3 separate regions of the Mus musculus genome follow, and all the other regions are linked to region 2. A link is a contact called in public Hi-C and Micro-C data. All regions are on one chromosome and are shown on one strand. The core of a region is the stretch at or near the end of the contact, and the rest is flanking DNA. Distances in the headings are between cores, read along the strand shown.

Region 1 (2,700 bases), core at 75-2,574, 670 kb before region 2:
GTTGAACAAACCTATTGGCTCACACAGGATAGCAGAGGTGCAGAAAGATGAGAACCCCGAGGCTAATGAAATCTGAAGCCGTCTGTTGGAGGAGTTCAGGGGTGGGGGGGTGGGTACAAGGGGATGAGTTAGGGAAGCTGGGTTTGTTTGTTTGTTTGTTTTTGTTTTTTTGAGACAGGGTTTCTCTGTGTAGCCCTGGCTGTCCTAGAACTCACTCTGTAGACCAGGCTGGCCTCGAACTCAGAAATCTGCCTGCCTCTGCCTCCCGAGTGCTGGGATTAAAGGTGTCGCCACCACGCCCGGCTTGAAGCTGATCTTTTTGTTCTAATCAAACCTTCAAACAAATTGAAATCCACTCACATGGAGGACAAGCAAACTGACACATCAAATTAACCACACCAGAAGTGCTGTTTGTACATACATTTTATAAGAATTTGCCAGGCGGGTATGCACAAACTCAAGGGCTTTATCTCTACAGCTGTCTTTTTGAAAACTTGCCCATCAGCATTTACTGGCCCAAGAGTTAGGGATATCTTTAGTAAATCTCAGTCAGCCCTTCTTCTAGACAGGGGCCTCACCTGACTTTCTGAGCCTCTGCTCTTCCTTGGTCTGCGTGGAAATCTCTAAGGGCGTCTACCACATCTGTCTTTTCCATCGGTCTGCAGATATGGCTTTTATTACTCAGAGGCCCGATGGCCCCACCAAGGCTGACTGAAGCATTTTCCTAGTTCCTCTTTCTTAGAGTCAGCAGTAGGGAAAATCTGTCCAAATTAGATTTACAGAGAAAACTCCCCCACGCTCATACATCACGTGGCCTGCCCGCTGGGGATGTAGGTCAATGGTATGTATCAGCGTTAGTCTAATATGTGTGAGGCCCTGGGTACAATCAACAGTATCTTCCTAAAGAGAAAAGGCAGCTGCCTACATTGGGGTTCACCTCTGAAACAGTCAATTTCGTCGGACAAAACATGATTTCCTTTGCTACTTTTCAAAAGCCATATGCTGTCACAAAACGGACAAAGACTGAAAACTATTATAGACATTTAGAAGGCAAATAGTCCCTGCCCATTTCCCTAGCTCCCTATCACTGCGAGATGCAAACCCCATCGCCGCCTTCAGGCTGTCCAATGCCCGGGCTTTTACTAGTGTAACAGAGTCCTGGGCTCCCTACCGCTGGTGACACACATCTTGCACAGCGCAAACGCCACGCCCAACCCAACCCTGCCCACAGCGGGAAATTGCCCGAAACTAAAATGGCGCCTTAGGAACAGGCAACCAGATATGGGCGTGTCCTGGGGCGGGGCAATATCCTGCCCCGCCCAGCCAGCACGGCGAAGGGCTGTCCTGCCGAGAGCTAGGTTGGCCAAGCAACGACGCCGGCACATCTGCTCTCCAGGCGTTATGAGGCCCCTGCTTCGGGGTCCGGCGGGAAACGACGATGAGGAGAGCTCGGACAGCACCCCGCTCCTGCCGGGCGCCCGGCAGACCGAAGCGGGTGAGCTGCGGGACCACCGAGTGATTGCTAGTGGCAGCGTTCCTGGCGGGCGGGTGGTTCCCGGCCGTGGGCGCCTTGAAGGAGTGGCTGCGGGGTCGGGGGGACAGGTAGCCGCTGTAGTGCTGTGGGTCGGGACGGAGGTGCCTGTGGCGCTGGCGGGACTGAAGCAATTCAGGGTCGGAGGGGTACCCGATCCGAGTCAATAAGCAAAGGGGCCAAAGTGCTTCTTGCTCCCCTCCAGCGGCCGCCAGGTTTCCGCTTATGCCGGCCTGTAAACATGTGATCTGGTAGCGCCTTGTTGGGGAGGAGAGACAAAAACAAAACAACAACAAAGAAGAGTTAACAGCTGTTGAGTGTGCGGGGGACAGTTGCATAATCCCGCGAATATCTTGTGCTGTAAGACACCAAAATATTGCAGACATTTCTATTTTTTCCTTGTCTATCAGACTGCAATTTAAGTTAGGAAACAGGTTATTCTCAAGATAAGATATCTTTAGCACTCTAAGACAATATGCCGTACTAGAGGTCTTGCAGGTGCTACTTCAAAAAGCATCTTCATTGCGGGGGGGGGGGGGGGGGGCGCATGTTGCACAGAGGTATAGTCCTTGCCTGACAAGGTTCTAGTCTCCATACCCACCATCCCCCAAAACACAAGTATGTGTCTTCACTGGATTTCGCTACACTTTTGTAATGTAGCTTCCTGAAGCTACAGAAAACTAAAGGACAAATCGGCTTGGACACATTCAAGGATATAGGTGTGAGAAAGAATTGAACTGGAAATTTGCCTTTGTTGGCCCGGAACAGTCTTCTGTCGGTATGTCTTTTGTTGACATTACCAAAGAATTCTTTCGTAACTGTTTTAACCATCCTTCCCACTTGTGTGGGTAACTACCCTACTTTCTGACTTTATTCAGACTACTTCTGTTGGCTTTTGGGTGATCTGTTTTGGTTTTGTTTTTATTTTTAGAATAGTTTGTTAGGGAACTGGAAAGATGGCTCAGCAGTTAGAGCACTGGTTGCTCTTCCAGGGGACGAGGGTTCAGTTCCCAGCACCCACATGGAAGCTTACAACCATCCATAACTCCAGCTCAAGAGAGCCAACACCCTCCCTACTCAGACACACCTGTGGTACACAGACATACATACAGGCAAACATTCGTACATAGAACAGATTTTTTTTTTAAAATCTAAAATAGAATGTTTTA
Region 2 (2,867 bases), core at 137-2,636:
TTCCTGGCACTGACGTTATCAGGAGAAAAATCTCAAAGGAAAGTAGCCCCCCCCCCTTTTTTTTTTTCAAGGTCAGAGCTTTCGCAGAGAAACCCGGCAGTACTGGGACTGACTAGATAAACGATGCACCTGTGCCCAGCCATAGATAAAATCTACGGTGTGCATTCGCATTCATCTAATGCAAAGCTGACTGTATCTGTAGATTTTTGACCCAAATGCTGTGGCCTGAGACTTTGCAAAAGCACAAAGACTTGCAAGTACAAACCAACAGGTTATAACTGCCAAGCGGTTAGAGGAACGAATTACAAAACCAACAGACAACACTGGCCCTCCTGTACAACTGTACAAAACACTTCCTGCCACCAGCCCTGACATTAAAAAAACAGAAAGACAGTCGAGGCTTGGGAGGAGGGCTGCTCGCTCCCCCACAATTTCTTATCAGACTTCTCCCCGGGTATCCTCCAGCTAGGGAGTCATGCGTTGCATTCTTTCAATCGCCCCCTCCCCTTACGAAAATTCATCCAATGCATCCTTCAAATTTGCAATCAAGGCGCCTGGAGATAAGCATAATGTAATCTAGAGCAGGGACGCCAAGTTCAAAGGTGCCGAAGGCTTCAAGATCGTCTAAAAAGAACTCTCTCTGGACCTTACTATCTCCACCTCAAGGATAGGGGAAGGGGAAGGCTTGCTGGCAAGCAAACAATAAAGGACACTTTCCCTAAAACTCTGAGCAGCGCACTTTATGGATTCGCAGACTCCAGGCCGTTACCCGCAGCTATGCGTCCGCGTCTCCACCCTCCCGGGGCAGGCTGGGCTGCAGATACCCGCTGGAGTGGTCGCGGGAAAGCGGGCGTCCCTGGCAGCAGCAAAGGAGAGGAAAGCAGGGAAAGGCCAGCGCGCGGCCCCAAAGCCCGGTACTGCACGGACCCACGCGGACTCCTCCTCGGCAGCCCTTACGGTCGCTCAGAGAAAGCTCGGAGGAAGATCCAAGCGCGCCGCCATCCTTCCCTGCGATCTCCGCGCCTGTCAGTGCGCCAAAGTGGCTGCCACCCACGAACAGGTGCGAAAGCATCCATCCCGGCGGAGCTCCGCTCGGCCCGCGCCCCGCGCTCGCCGGGCCACGGTGCCTGCCGCCCCCCGCCCAACCCGGACCTCACGGCGCCAGCAGCCTGGCCGCACCCCAGTGCCTTGGCACCCGCCAAGTTCCTGAAGCAGGCGGCTCACCTCTCTGCCTGAGCGGCTACGGGGAGCACCGGACGGCAGCAGGACCGCGCGAGCAGGAGGATGTGCAAGCGGGCGCGGGAACAGAAGCAAGCTGCAGCCGCGATGCAAGAGGAAGGCGCCCGGCAGCTTCAACCCCGGCGTGGGCTGACCGTGACGTCACAATGGCGCGGCCAGCCAATCCGAGCCCGGAGGCAGGATCAAGCGCTATGATGTCATGCGGCCTTGGAACCAATCCTGGGGCGATAGAACTTTCGTGATTGTAAATTCCAGAATCAGATGCGGTGAGCAGAGGAAGCCAGGGTTGGTCTCCTGTGGTTCACGTGTCTCGGGGCAGTTTTCTTGCTTCTTCCTAATAAGCCTGCGTGGGACGCAGAGTCTGCGCAATAGCCACAGTGAAGTTCTGGATGCCCTGAACTCTTTCCAACAGCCGGGGGGCAGGGGCAGGCTTGGCGGTGGTTTTTTTGTTTTTGTTTTTGTTTTGGCAGGTGCCCACCCACCTAACGGGTTTCGCCACCATTGTGAAGGGGACCCTTTTCATGGTTTTAGCAAGGGTTCTAAAACCTAGGTGGAGCTGCTGTTGCGCAAATTGAAGCAACAGAAATCACTCAGAACTTTGCAACCGTAATTCTAGGATAGGTTGATCACACACTATTGGGAGTTTTGATATTTCTACTCTACGAAATTATCAGTCTTGTAATGAAATACTGTAATGTCTTTCAGCTGGGCAAATTCAAAGACTTAAAAGGGACGCAGGTACAAACATAAGAGCCTTTCTAGTTTTCGCTGCTGTTTGATAAATCAAGGCCTACAACTCTTACTTCAAACGTTAGAAATGTAACCTTTTGTTGTGCCCCCTTTGCTTTACACCCACTGACACAACACAGCCAAGCAGTCATTCAGTGTAGAAACATTTTTTTTAAATTATAGTAAAATGTTTATTGTATATTCAGCAATGTTCCAGGACCCAGACCACTGTCATAGGAATACGAATATACAAACTATAAACATTAGATAATTTAAACATTCACAAATTGCTGTAGCAATAACAATTAGTTGCCATTCATTTCTATAAACACTGAGTAAGGACCGCCTTCCCCGCAACAGTGCTGAGTGCTAACCATAAGTGCATGTCTGTCTGTCTATACAGGAAGTGTCGTTCAAGTGGCATGTGAGTGGTCATCTGTGCAACCTGGCCTCCTAGCATTCACCGTGTTCATTGTAATTGTCTCGTAGCTTTCACATACCAGGGACCGCTAAGATCTGTAGGCAAGTAATGCACTAAATCTAGCTTGTTTCTCCCCTCAATGGCATTTACAAGGCTCGAGGCATCATCTGCGACAGTTCTTTGTAATCTGGAGTATGACAAGAAGTCCTAACCATTTTTTTTTTTTTTTTGAATGGGTGAAGCATGAACTCAGCGGTGCCATGTTTGATCCCTGTTTCAGCTCCACTTGCCATCCGTGTTCCTCCTGTTCAGGATTCTTAACTCTTCTCTAGGCTATTTACTAGCAAGGCATACTCTTCTCTTCCTAGGGTTCCCAGTGTGTAATTTACATATGCAATCAGAGGCAGGCGGGACCTTCCCTGACACAGCAGCTAAATTTACTCCACTCCACAAGGTGTGAAATGACCAGCCTCATAGC
Region 3 (2,700 bases), core at 185-2,684, 530 kb before region 2:
CTCTATTGCACTGTTTTCTTCTTTTTAATTCCTCCTCCTCCTCACCCTCCTCCTCCTCCTCCTCTCCCTCCCTTCTCTTCTTCTTTTCCTCCAGATAGGGTTTCGATGTATAGCCCTGACTGTTTTAGAACTAGCTCTGTAGATCTCCAGCTTACTGCCTCTGCTTCCCTAGTGCTGAGACTAATAATGGAGAATGCCACTCTACTGGCAAGACCTCACAGAGAGGTCTCCTGCTCAAGTGTATTTCTGCAAAGTAGGCAGCGTTTCCATTCCCAGGTGTGTCTACTTGCCATTCAAAAGCGAATGCTTGTTAGACAAGTTCCCATTTTGAAAACTCATGTACAGGCATTGACAGGAAGGAGGGAAGAGAGTTGCAGGGTCAATAGGATGGCAGCACACTGATCGGTGTCTTTTTATTCAGGCTACATGTATCTCATAATATATGGTACATACACACGCGCGCGCGTGCGCGCGCGCACACACACACACACACACACACACACACACACTCACACACACACACACACACTTTACAAAAAGTTACACAGAGCAGCAATTTTTGAGCTTTATTTTAAGGGACACACAGGATTGCATAATAAGGTGTGGAATATAGTAATGTTATTATTATAACATTCTGATGTTAGTTGAAAACTAAGTGTTGTTCTGAGCCATGTAAATCTTCAGAAGACAGGTTTTTGTTTTTGTTAGCACAGTGGAAGGCAAAATGAGTTCCGCCAAGAACAACTTTAAAAGAAGCAGCCACTGTTGACGAGACCGACTTTAGAAATCGCTTTCTGAAAGTCTGCATTAAAGGACTACGGAATCTCAGCAGCCAAATCAGGATGGCTTACACCGTGCTGCTCATGAAACTCACACAGGCACTTTGAATATGTTCTTTAAGAGTCGGTGTGCTTTTTAGAAAGATAAGTTGAAATACTAATTCCAAGCAGTTAAATCTAACTTGAAAAGGTTCAGTGAGTTTCTATTTCTCATTAACAAGAACAGTAAATTTTGATTTAAAGTTTACATAAACCGGGCGAGGTGACGCACGCCTTTAATCCCAGCACTTGGGAGGCAGAGGCAGGCGGATTTCTGAGTTCGACGCCAGCCTGGTTTACAGTGAGTCCCAGGACAGCCAGGGCTACACAGAGAAACCCTGTCTCGAAAAACAAAAAAAACAAAAAACAACAAAAAAGTTTACATAAAAAAGTTGTTTATCAACTACAAATGTACGAGAGACAGTAGTGTCCTGAAACACATCTTGGTGGTAGGCGGCAAATCTAGCCATCTGAGCTGTCAGTGGTTTCCGCGTCTGTGCGGTAAAGGAGAGGTTTCCCGGCCAGTGGCTCAGTGGGTGGTTCCCCAGCTAGTGGCTCTGCTGGTCCCCACTGGTGAAAAAGTTCGCATCTCTTGGACCGCCTCTTCCTGGCGCTGACTTCACGCGTGCTCCTGCGCCTGCTCGCGGCGGATACTGACCGGCTACGTTCCCGCCATATATTTAAGTTTCATTTCCAGCGGCCACTGAGAGTTCCCCTTTTCGCGGCCTTTCTTCGAAGTCGATTTATTCTTTCCCGGACCGAAGAGCGGCAGATATGGAAGATCCGCGTAGAAGGACGACGGCGCCACGCGCTAAGAAGCCGTCCGCGAAGCGCGCCCCGACGCAGCCCAGCAGGACCAGGGCCCACGCGGAAAGCTGCGGCCCGCAAAGGGGGGCTCGATCGCGGCGGGCGGAGCGTGACGGGGACACCACGGAGAAGCCACGTGCCCCAGGGCCCCGAGTGCATCCAGCAAGGGCCACTGAGCTCACCAAAGATGCACAGCCCTCGGCCATGGACGCGGCAGGAGCCACCGCGCGGCCTGCCGTCCGGGTGCCCCAGCAGCAGGCCATCCTGGATCCGGAGCTGCCCGCCGTACGGGAGCCCCAGCCGCCCGCGGATCCCGAGGCGCGGAAAGTCGTAAGGGGACCTAGCCACAGAAGGGGCGCGCGCTCCACCGGGCAGCCCAGAGCGCCGCGAGGGTCCAGGAAGGAACCGGACAAGCTAAAGAAGGTGCTGGACAAATTGAGATTGAAACGCAAAGATATCTCGGAGGCGGCCGAGACGGTGAATAAAGTTGTGGAACGCCTGCTGCGCAGAATGCAGAAACGGGAGTCGGAGTTCAAAGGTGTGGAGCAGCTGAACACTGGCAGCTACTATGAACATGTGAAGGTGAGCGTCAAGACCTGCTGGAGGGGCTCCGGCCCCACTCCTCACTTGCCTCCTCAGCTGTTTGGGGGTCCCACACTCTTAGGGCCCCCCTCCCTTGGAACACCCCAGTCTTTTTTTTTTTTTTTTAATTCATCCAGTTAGCTCACAGCAAGCAATATTGATAGCTAGTTAGTTTGCTTTGGAGGGATGGGACAGGTGACCTTAAAGTAGTCGCAGGGGAGTCATCTTTATTAATCCTTCCCCAACTATAGCCTCTAGATTGAATCTAGTCCATCCCTGAGACTTTGGGACCGCCTGCAATTAGGGCAGAATTGTATACAACTAATTGGGAGAGGTGGCTGGGTACTCAAGTGAGGGTCCGTTGACATTGTCGCACCCCCTATGAGCGAACGTCATCTACAAGCCTACCTCTAATGCTCTTCGGAGAGTAGGCCCGGCTGAGTTCCTGAAGATGATGGTGATAGCTATTCTCTGCTAGTGAAATGAGCCAATT

The links. A called contact is a pair of places that touch in the nucleus more often than the background predicts.
Region 1: a contact with region 2 is called in a Hi-C map of CD8 T cells, with 3 times the contacts expected there. The contact joins the promoter of Slc17a5 here to the promoter of Elovl5 in region 2. A contact is called at or near these places in 2 of 39 promoter capture datasets (neutrophils and pre-B cells) and 1 of 484 Hi-C or Micro-C datasets (CD8 T cells).
Region 3: a contact with region 2 is called in a Micro-C map of embryonic stem cells, with 2.7 times the contacts expected there. The contact joins the promoter of Cgas here to the promoter of Elovl5 in region 2. A contact is called at or near these places in 1 of 39 promoter capture datasets (pre-B cells), 1 of 484 Hi-C or Micro-C datasets (embryonic stem cells), 2 of 115 datasets of contacts at active chromatin or transcription factors (astrocytes and effector CD8 T cells) and 1 of 9 other capture datasets (adipose tissue).

The regions. Positions count from the first base shown.
Region 1 is chr9:78,586,669-78,589,368 of GRCm38.p6, reverse strand. Slc17a5 (solute carrier family 17 (anion/sugar transporter), member 5) reads left to right here and starts at 1,324. Exons shown (of 11, transcript NM_172773.3): 1 at 1,324-1,495. The coding sequence starts at 1,402.
Region 2 is chr9:77,915,884-77,918,750 of GRCm38.p6, reverse strand. It overlaps Elovl5 (ELOVL family member 5, elongation of long chain fatty acids (yeast)), which reads right to left and starts at 1,386. Exons shown (of 8, transcript NM_134255.3): 1 at 1,225-1,386.
Region 3 is chr9:78,441,971-78,444,670 of GRCm38.p6, reverse strand. It overlaps Cgas (cyclic GMP-AMP synthase), which reads left to right and starts at 1,434. Exons shown (of 5, transcript NM_173386.5): 1 at 1,434-2,207. The coding sequence starts at 1,593. It also overlaps a transcript of Mto1 not described here.